2 separate regions of the Macaca mulatta genome follow, and region 2 is linked to region 1. A link is a contact called in public Hi-C data. All regions are on one chromosome and are shown on one strand. The core of a region is the stretch at or near the end of the contact, and the rest is flanking DNA. Distances in the headings are between cores, read along the strand shown.

The links. Hi-C and Micro-C count contacts between places; a contact is called where the count stands out from the background.
Region 2: a contact with region 1 is called in a Hi-C map of liver, with 2.8 times the contacts expected there. The contact joins the promoter of DCLRE1C here to the promoter of CDNF in region 1. A contact is called at or near these places in 2 of 14 Hi-C or Micro-C datasets (cortical neurons and liver).

The regions. Positions count from the first base shown.
Region 1 is chr9:16,391,427-16,396,094 of T2T-MMU8v2.0, forward strand. CDNF (cerebral dopamine neurotrophic factor) reads right to left here and starts at 3,264. Exons shown (of 4, transcript NM_001193826.2): 1 at 3,059-3,264. The coding sequence starts at 3,173. HSPA14 (heat shock protein family A (Hsp70) member 14) reads left to right here and starts at 3,563. Exons shown (of 14, transcript NM_001265916.1): 1 at 3,563-3,687. The coding sequence starts at 3,631.
Region 2 is chr9:16,507,464-16,511,633 of T2T-MMU8v2.0, forward strand. It overlaps DCLRE1C (DNA cross-link repair 1C), which reads right to left and starts at 2,232. Exons shown (of 14, transcript NM_001204350.1): 1 at 2,124-2,232. The coding sequence starts at 2,232. MEIG1 (meiosis/spermiogenesis associated 1) reads left to right here and starts at 2,389. Exons shown (of 3, transcript XM_015146528.3): 1 at 2,389-2,525.

The DNA.
Region 1 (4,668 bases), core at 2,014-4,513:
CTGAGTACTAAATAAGGACTTATTTAGTATTAGTACTAAATAAGGAAGTAATATGATAGCCCTGCCAGGGGACTAGACGGGAGGGAGACAGGTAGCAGGAAGAATGCTGTTTTGACAATACGGAGGGGAAAACTGGTGAAGGTCTGCAAGGAAGTCCTGGACTTGGGTAAGGAGAAAGGAGCAGGGCCAGTCAGGAGGTACAATCAACGATGCAGTGATTGGTTTGCTGTAAGGGATAAGGGAGAAAGAGAAGTCTAGAATCTAAGCTAGCTGACCAGGTCGTTGGCCCATGCTGTCACCATAAGCATGACAGTAACAGGTTTAGTGGAGTGAGAAGGGAAGGAGATGATGACTTTGTTTTTTTGACTGTGTGACTGTTGAGGTATACCATATCTAAGAGGGCATGTTCACTAGTCAATTGGATGCAAGGTCTGGGACTCTAGAAAGGTCAGTGGATATAAGCTTAGAGATTTATTAGACTGGAAGTAGGTTGATTTGGGTTGCCAAAAAGAGTGTGTAGACTGAGAAGAGAGAAGAGCAGAGGGCAGAACCCTGGAAAATTCTAAGCCATGGCTAGAGGATCAGAAAGAAGCCCACAAAGACACACTGGACAAGTGGGCATAGAGACACGAAGGAAAAAAGCAGTATCGTGAGCACGAAGAGAAGACAGTTTCTGAAAGGGAAAGATGTCAATCGTGTCACACGCCACAAAGAAGTCCAGGTAAGAAAGGAAACTCATTTTCTGGACTTACATGAAGAGAATAACCTTGCCACAAATGCCCTAACAAATTAGTAACTTCTTAAGTTTTCTAGGATGTCTTTATTGCTAAAATAACCTCAGATAGCCATAATTCTTTTATTTACATTGTGGTTTTATGTTTATTAAAGATAGTTCTATAAGTGAATCTATAATTATTTTAAAATAAACAGTTGTTTAAAATAGTCCCATAATATAATCCTTTAAAAGAGACTTGGAAATATTTACGTTTTTCCAGTAAACCTCACATTAGCTAACGTAGGATTCACACACTTGAATATCTACAGGGGCCAGGCAAGGAAAAAGAAGAGTTAAGCAATTTGAATTGGGGGCAGAGTGGGGGTGGCAAACAACTCAAAACCCACATCCTTTCTAAAAAGAGCAGCCAATAGCCAATTCTACTATATTGCCATAAGGGCCAATCTTGCCAGGTCATCTGGTTTTTTGAGAAAAGCCAGAAATATGAATTTTTACATAAAATTTCCCAATTTTAAAATGTACCCAGTGAATTTAATTTTTTTCAAAATATTTTGTAAATGTAACAAAATATATCAATAGGTCTGAGACGGCTCATGAACCATTTAGTTTTTTTACCTTCGCTCTAGAGTATATACAATATGGCATTTTAATCTTATACATTGAGAAGAAATTAAGTTGTAAATAAGAAAGGAGGCTGAGGAGGGAAGATCACTCATAAGCAGTAATACAGCTGGATGCAGAATCTAGTTCTTTTAGTCACCAAACTGTTATGTCTTTCCTCTGCGATTATACAGCTTCTTTACCTAACAAATGAAACATATACACAGGTTAGTCAGACATGCAAGTTAATAATCACAGCATGCTGTAATAAATTTAGGACAGACAGCATAAGCTTTCCACTTAATTAATCCAGATGCTGTCTCTATTGAAATGTCTGTAAGTGGGAGCTCCAGATGAGTCATCAAATCAACTGTCTTTGCCTCAAAAATTCTGCTTTAAAAGTATAGAACACAATTATAGCACGGTTTTGAGCAAAATTATAACTTAGCTAAATAAATATCTTTATATCAAATAACAACATCATGTAGATATTTTAAATTTCTGGAGAAAAGTTTAATTATTGCAGAGCTGATAGAAAGCTGGGCTCCAATTATTAAGACTTTAAGGACTGGCCGCTGTGGCTCACGCCTGTAATCCCAGCACTTTGGGAGGCTGAGACAGCCCAATCACCGGAGGCCAGGAGTTCAAGACCAGTCTGGCCAACATGGTGAAACTCCATCTCTACGAAAAATATAAGAATTAGTTGGGCGTGGTGGTGGTGCCTGTAGTACCAGCTACTCAGGAGGCTGAGGCAGGAGAATCGCTGGAACCTGATGGTGGAGGCTGCAGTGAGCCAAGATTGTGCCACTGTACTCCAGCCTGGGCGACACAGCGAGGCTCTGTCTCAAACAAAAACAAAAACAAAAAAACAAACAAAAACATAACTTTAGTACGACTATATCCATCCATTCACTCAACATATATGATGAACCTACAATTTCCTGTTCTCTAGGGATATTATTTTCCAGCTCAGGGCATATACATTTAAACTAATCATTTTCAGTAAAACATGGAGTGAGCGCTACAGGCGTACAGAAGGAAGGGGCTAGCATAGCCACTTAACTTCTTTGCCTTTGCTAACAGATCTCTAAAGTGAAGTATGCTGATTTTGCAAAAATCAAAGTCTCAGAGCTAGGGGACTTGGTGGGACACAGACCCATGTATTGTGACTGCAAGTTCACAGCTGAGATACCGTGAACAAAAAGGAATCACTCTTTCGTATTCCTCTCTTTCCCAAGGAGTCAGTGTACTCCTTTGCAAAGCAACTTTCACCTATAGAGTCCTAACAAATATTAGCTGTGTTTTCTGATTTAAGCCACTCAACTCAATGCCATGTTTTGTTTTCCTTTTGGGAGTCACCAACTAGCTTGGACTTGAAAGACGTCTTCTGTGCAAGGGGAAGCAAATCTTGCTGGCTGGAAGCAGCAGAATCAATCTGGCGCCAGGATCATCTGAATCTAGCAGTCTTTGCACAAACTCTAATCCAAATACAAACCCAGCAGCTTTTACTGCTGAAGTTTAATATTCACAGCAAAACCGCAACGTGACCTCACGTTGCCACTGGGCCCGGCTTCAGCTTTTGCTCGAGCTGGGTTTGGGCGATCTAAAACGAGGGACTGGGTGAAATGTTATTTATAGCCAGGGCCAGGAGAAGCCAAAGCCGACAGCGATTGCACTCCAGCGCGGGGCCGCCGCCATGCAAGCAGGTCGCACACCGCTCACCTTCACAGTCGGCCCCCGGTCGCCCCCCAGCCTCCTGGCCCTGCGCCAGCACCGGGTGAGAGACCCAAAGCCCGGCGCAAAAGGCCACCACGGCAACTGGGCTCGCGCACCACATGCTGGGCCAGCAGCTTCAATCGCCTCCGCCACCCGCAACCACCGCTCACCGAGGTGCCGAAGCGAGCTGACTAGAGTGCGAGGTTGGAAAGAGTCTGCCGGTAGTTGCCAGGACAAATGACGCAACTGAACTGAGAGTTTCCATTGGCTCTCACGGAAGGGACAGGAAGGGGGCGGAGCGTAGAAGCCTTTTCCCGTCCCTCCCTGGTTGCGCGTGCGCACTATGCAGTTCCGCAGAGCGCAGAGACACGCGCTGAAGCTACTCGCGTACTGCGCGTGAAGAAAGGCAGAACCTTCACGCTGATTGGCGGCGACGCGGGAGGCTGTCGCGGCGGCCCGGACGCAGGGGGCGGGCGGGAACGTGAAGCTCCGCGGTGCCTGATGGGGCCGTTGGGCGGCTGGTAGCTGTTGCTGTTGGGGGACCCCTTCATTCCTACCGCCGCCGTCCCTGCTGCCTCATGGCGGCCATCGGAGTTCACCTGGGCTGCACCTCAGCCTGTGTGGCCGTCTATAAGGTGAGGGGCTGCGGAGCTGGGCTAGGGCTTCATGACGGCCACCCGGTTCTCTGGCGCGGGCTCATCCACAGGCTTGAGAGCGGCGTGTCGCCGGCCTAGGGATGTCGTGGAGTGGCGTTGCCGCGAGAACACTCCGGGGCGAAGGGCCGGGCGGGCCAGGCCTAGCCCCTGGCGACTCCTTCAGAAAGTTCTCTGCTCCGCGGCGGAAGCTCCCGGCGACTTAGACGCGCAGAGTTCCAGGGGCGTCATGGCGGCGGGATGCCCAAAGGGGTCCCGGGGACAACGGAGCTGCAGGGTGCCCGGGGGGTCTCGGAGAAGGCGGGGCCGCTGGGTGTCCGGGGATGGGTCCCGGGGACGTCCTGGCTTCTGAAGGCCGGAAGGGTCTCGCTGACGTCAGGGCCTCAGGATTCCCTTGGGTGGGAGGTTCTCGGAAAGTGGCCGCGAGGTACTTGGAGGCGGTGGTCTTTGGGACAGCAGGGCCGCCGGACGTGCTGAGCTGGGCCCGAACGTCTAGGTCCCGGAGGGGCGGGGAGGCTGCTGTCGAGTTGGAGCTGATGGTCCTGCAACGCTGCCTGGCTGTGAAGCCAGTTGATTGTGCGTGCTCTACAGAGGTGGAAGTGAGAGCTTGACAGGACTTGTGGCCTTTCTCTCCTCAGTGGGGAGGCAGAAGGAACGATAATCATGAACTCCGTTGCCACTAGTTCCGCGTTTAAATGTCAAATGACTTGTTAGGAAAAGCCAAAGGGAATAATGCTACTTCATTTTGTAGAAATAGTAAGAAAGGGGCCCAGCGCGGTGGCTTACGCCTGTTATTCCAGCGCTTTGGGAAGCCAAGGCAGGCGGATCATGTGAGGTCAGGAGTTCGAGACCAGCCTGGCCAACATGGTGAAACCCCGCCTCTACTAAAAATACAAAAAAATTATCCGGGCTCGCCTGTAATCCCCGCTGCTCAGGAGGCTAAGGCATGAGAATCGCTTGAAC
Region 2 (4,170 bases), core at 982-3,481, 120 kb after region 1:
AAATTTATTTTCCTCCTAAAAGCCAGCCCCAAATACAGTCACTTTGGGTGTTAGGGCTTCAACACAGGAATTTTGTGGAGATAGTCCATATCAATCAAAGAAGCCTGTGTCTCAAAAAGGTTAAAAGCCAACAGAAGGCAACGTGAGAAACCTCCAAAAGCGGAAGTTGAGTTTTTGCCCTTGATGAGTGTATGTCCTGGTTGAGTAAGCAGATCCACATGTGGTTACAGAACAGAAAAAGTTGTTATAGACTGTTCAACTGTAGGGAAGAGTCCATTTCTTCCTTAATGCACAAACTTAGAGTGATGATTTCACAAATTCCTTTAGATGCATTATTTCTCCAAACTCAGTAGTCCTAAACACAAAGTGCAAGTTTCTGAAGTATACTTTAATCCTGGCTAGCCCATTTTGAGTTCAGAGACTCCAGTGCGACTCTATACAAAAAGCAGAAATAGGCACATCCTCGTCCAGCAGTAGATTCTCAATGAAAAACAAAACCAGAAATGTGTCAGGCACAGTGGCTCACACCTGTAATCATAACACTTTGGGAGGCTGAGGTGGGTGGATCTACCTGAGGCCAGAAGTTCGAGACCAGCCAGGCCAACATGGTGAAACGCCATCTCTACTAAAAATACAAAAATTAGCTGGGTGTCGTGGTGCGTGCCTGTAATTCCAGCTACTTGGGAGGCTGAGGCACAAGAATCACTTGAACCCAGGAGGCAGAGGTTGCAGTGAACGGAGATGACGCCACTGCACTCCAGCCTGGCGACAGAGACTCCATCTCAAAGTAATAATAATAAAAATACAAACATTAGCCAGGCATGGTGGCTCACTCCAGTAGTTCCAGCTACTTGAGCAGAGAGCATGTGCCACTGTCCTCCAGCCTGGGCGACAAAGGGAGACCCTGTCTCAAAAAAAAAAAAGGAAGAAGAAAGAGACGCTCGAAGAGGTGCATGATGCTAATATGGCAACGCATGAGAAAAGGTCCAGATTTTCCTCATTAAGCAGAAATCACTAGTGGCTTTGTGGGAAAAAAAGCAGAGACATTTCCCAGAAGCAGTAACTTCAACAATTTATAGTCCAAGTGATTGATTCCACACCCAAGACAATATAGCTGGCCTTCCCACCAACCCTGTGAGGAAAGGCTGTACTTGGATACCTGTAATTTACTTTAAAACCCTTTCCCACTGCGCATGTGTAGATAGGTTTGTTACACTGATCGACTCCACAGGGTCGTGGGAGCTTCCTGCTCCAGCACTCTGCAAGGCCACACAGCAGAAGGCAGCAACTCCAATGATTCCGTTTATCATTTTCTCCAATTAACACTAATGGCTGAGCTAATTGGCACAATAAGTATTAAAACTGTTTTCACTGGTAAGTCACTTATTAGAGCAACAGAAGTGAAAATGAACAATGGTTGTGAAATTAGCGTATTTAAACTCTGGAAATTAGCTCCAATCTCTGCCTGGCGTATCTAGCCTCGAGCTTATATCATTAACAGCGACACTCTAACCTTAATCCCTAAATCGGTCCAGCTGTGAAAGGATCCAGCTGTGAAATCATAGTAGCTTTTCTGGTTGCCTGATACCATTTAGAAGGGAAACATCCCTCCTTCCTAACCCAGGACGAAGCGTTCGTAGTGGATGCGGACAGAACATCCAAAGGCCAGGGAGTTTGCACTTCGTGGAGCTATCAGGCGGATTGTTTCACAGTTGTGTGTGTGTGTGAGTCAGCCCGCTTGCTGACCAATGTTTGAGGGTGTGCTCAAATGGATCTGAAACTTGTTTTCTTCATACACGGTAGCGAGGCTCTGGGGGAAGAACTAACCCTCGCCAATCTCTGACCATCGGCCACCAGCAGAGCTACCAAGAGAACCTACTAGCAGCGCTTGACCAAGCCGGCCCGGGGCGCAACTGGCAGGCGCCGTTACGCCTCGTTGACCAGATCCAAAAATAGATGAAGCCTCTGAGAGGCTGAAGAGCCCGACTGGGACAAGGTGTGTGCTGGCCGCCCCCTCGCTGGTCTCCCACAGGCTGCAGCTCCTTGCTCCAGGACCGGCCCCCTCCTGTCCTCTCTCCAGCCCCCAGCGCCCCAGGAACAGGCGACGCGCAGCGCTCACTCACCCTTGTGGCAGTGGGACAGGAAGTAGGCGCGGGCCCTAAGGTTCTCCCTGTCGAAACGGTCTATGGAGATAGTTGGATACTCGGCCATCTGCCCCTCGAAGGAACTCATATCGCCGCCGATCCCAACGTCCCAGACCCCAAAACTGCAGCTGAAACCCAGGCCAGCCCAGACCGCGCTGCCACTTCCGGGAAGCCGCGCGCCGCCTCGCCATTGGGCGGCCGAACGCAGCCACGTCCAATCAGAGGAGTCCGGAGACCCGGGGCGACGCCAAGGAGCATCCGGTCGGGTCCCAGGCGCCGGCTGCCGGGTTTTAAATCACCCGCGCTACGCAGCATGCGGTGGGCCGTGACCCCGCCCAGTGCAAGGCTTATTCCTGCCAAAGAAACACAGGTGTTGCTCTGGTAAGGCGTTGCCCGTGTCTGTGCAGGTGCAGTCGCGGGAAGGGAAATCGAAACTCCCAGCGCAGGTAGCCCCAGCCGACTAGGCGAGTAGGCTGCGGAGCTGCGCTTAGAAATCATTCTTCCTTCCGCTTCCTGCTTGTCTACTGCTGGCCTGAAATCCGAACTCAGTTCCCCTCTCTTTTCTGTTCCCAATTTCTAACCTTGTGGGATAACCTTGAGGATTGTATGAAAAAGTTTGTAACTGACTCATGGTAGATTCAGTAACTATTGATTCCCTCTTCCGTTTTTATAATCTACAAACTGAGGAAGTCATCTCTGTGTGGTCTTGGGGCAAATAAGATCCGAATAATGTCTTCGCTGCTGGCCTCTGCCCTGGTCCCCCACCTTTTTGAGCTATACTTTTAGGAAGTTAGAATGATGTATTAAAAAAAAAAAAAAAAGATGGGAGGAAAGGTCTAAAATTTTTTAACAACCAAAGCAACTTTATGAAAATGTTTGTTAAAGTACTGTATTAAAATTCACCAAATAATCACCATGACATTTATTATGCTCCTTCCTATCAAATCTCCTTAGTATAATTAAACACAAACAACCCAGAACACTTTTACTTTATTTTATGTATTTATTGAGTTGGGGTCTAGTTCTATCGCCCAGGCTGGAGTGCAGTGGTGCCATCTCGGCTCACTGCAACCTCTGCTTCCTGGGTTCAGGCGATTCTTCTGCCTCAGCCTCCAGAGTAGCTGGGACTACAGGCATGCGCCACCACGCCTGGCTCATTTTTGTATTTTTAGCAGAGACAGCGTTTCACCACGTTGACCAGGCCGGTCTCGAGTTCCTGGCCTCATGCGATCCGCTCACGTCGGCCTCCCAAAGTGCTGGGTTACAGGCGTCAGCCACTGTACCCGGCCTTCCGGGCCTCCATAACACTTGAAGTCCCGCTTTGTGCACAGCATGGTGACAAACCTTCGGGTAGCATTGAATCTATCTGGGGACAACATGTTTGCAGAATACGGCAAATAAATGCTTCCACAGAGATGCAAAGTAACATGAGAATAAATCCAGGAACAAAGATTTCTGATCAGGGAAGTCAGGAATCAGAATGCCATTCCAGCCCAGCACAGTGGCTCATGCCTGTAATCCCAGCACTTTGGAAAGCTGAGGTGGGCAGATCACCAAAGTCAGTAGTTCAAGACCAGCCTGGACAACATGGTGAAACCCCATCTCTACTAAAAAGAAAAAAAATCGGCCAGGCATGGTGGCACATGTCTGTAATTCCAGCTACTCGGGAGGCCAAGGCAGGATAATCACTTGAACCTGGGAGGCGGAGTTTGCAGTAAGGCTAGATCACGGCAGTGCACTCCAGCCTGGGCAACAGAGACTCTCTCTCAAAAAACAAAACAGAATGACATCCTTAATGTCAGTTTGTTCCTGTAGTCATGATACTCAGAGTTCTATTCAAAAACGGATTCCCATGAAATCTTGAGGAGGGGGAGGAGGGGTGACATGGAAAGGTATATACAACATAATCACTAATTTAGGTAAAATATCCTGCTAGTATACTACTGGCAACAACTTTGATGGTTTGTCTTAGAACACATGGGAACAACTGCCCTGGCAGGGTTATGGAGACCTAACAACAAATTCT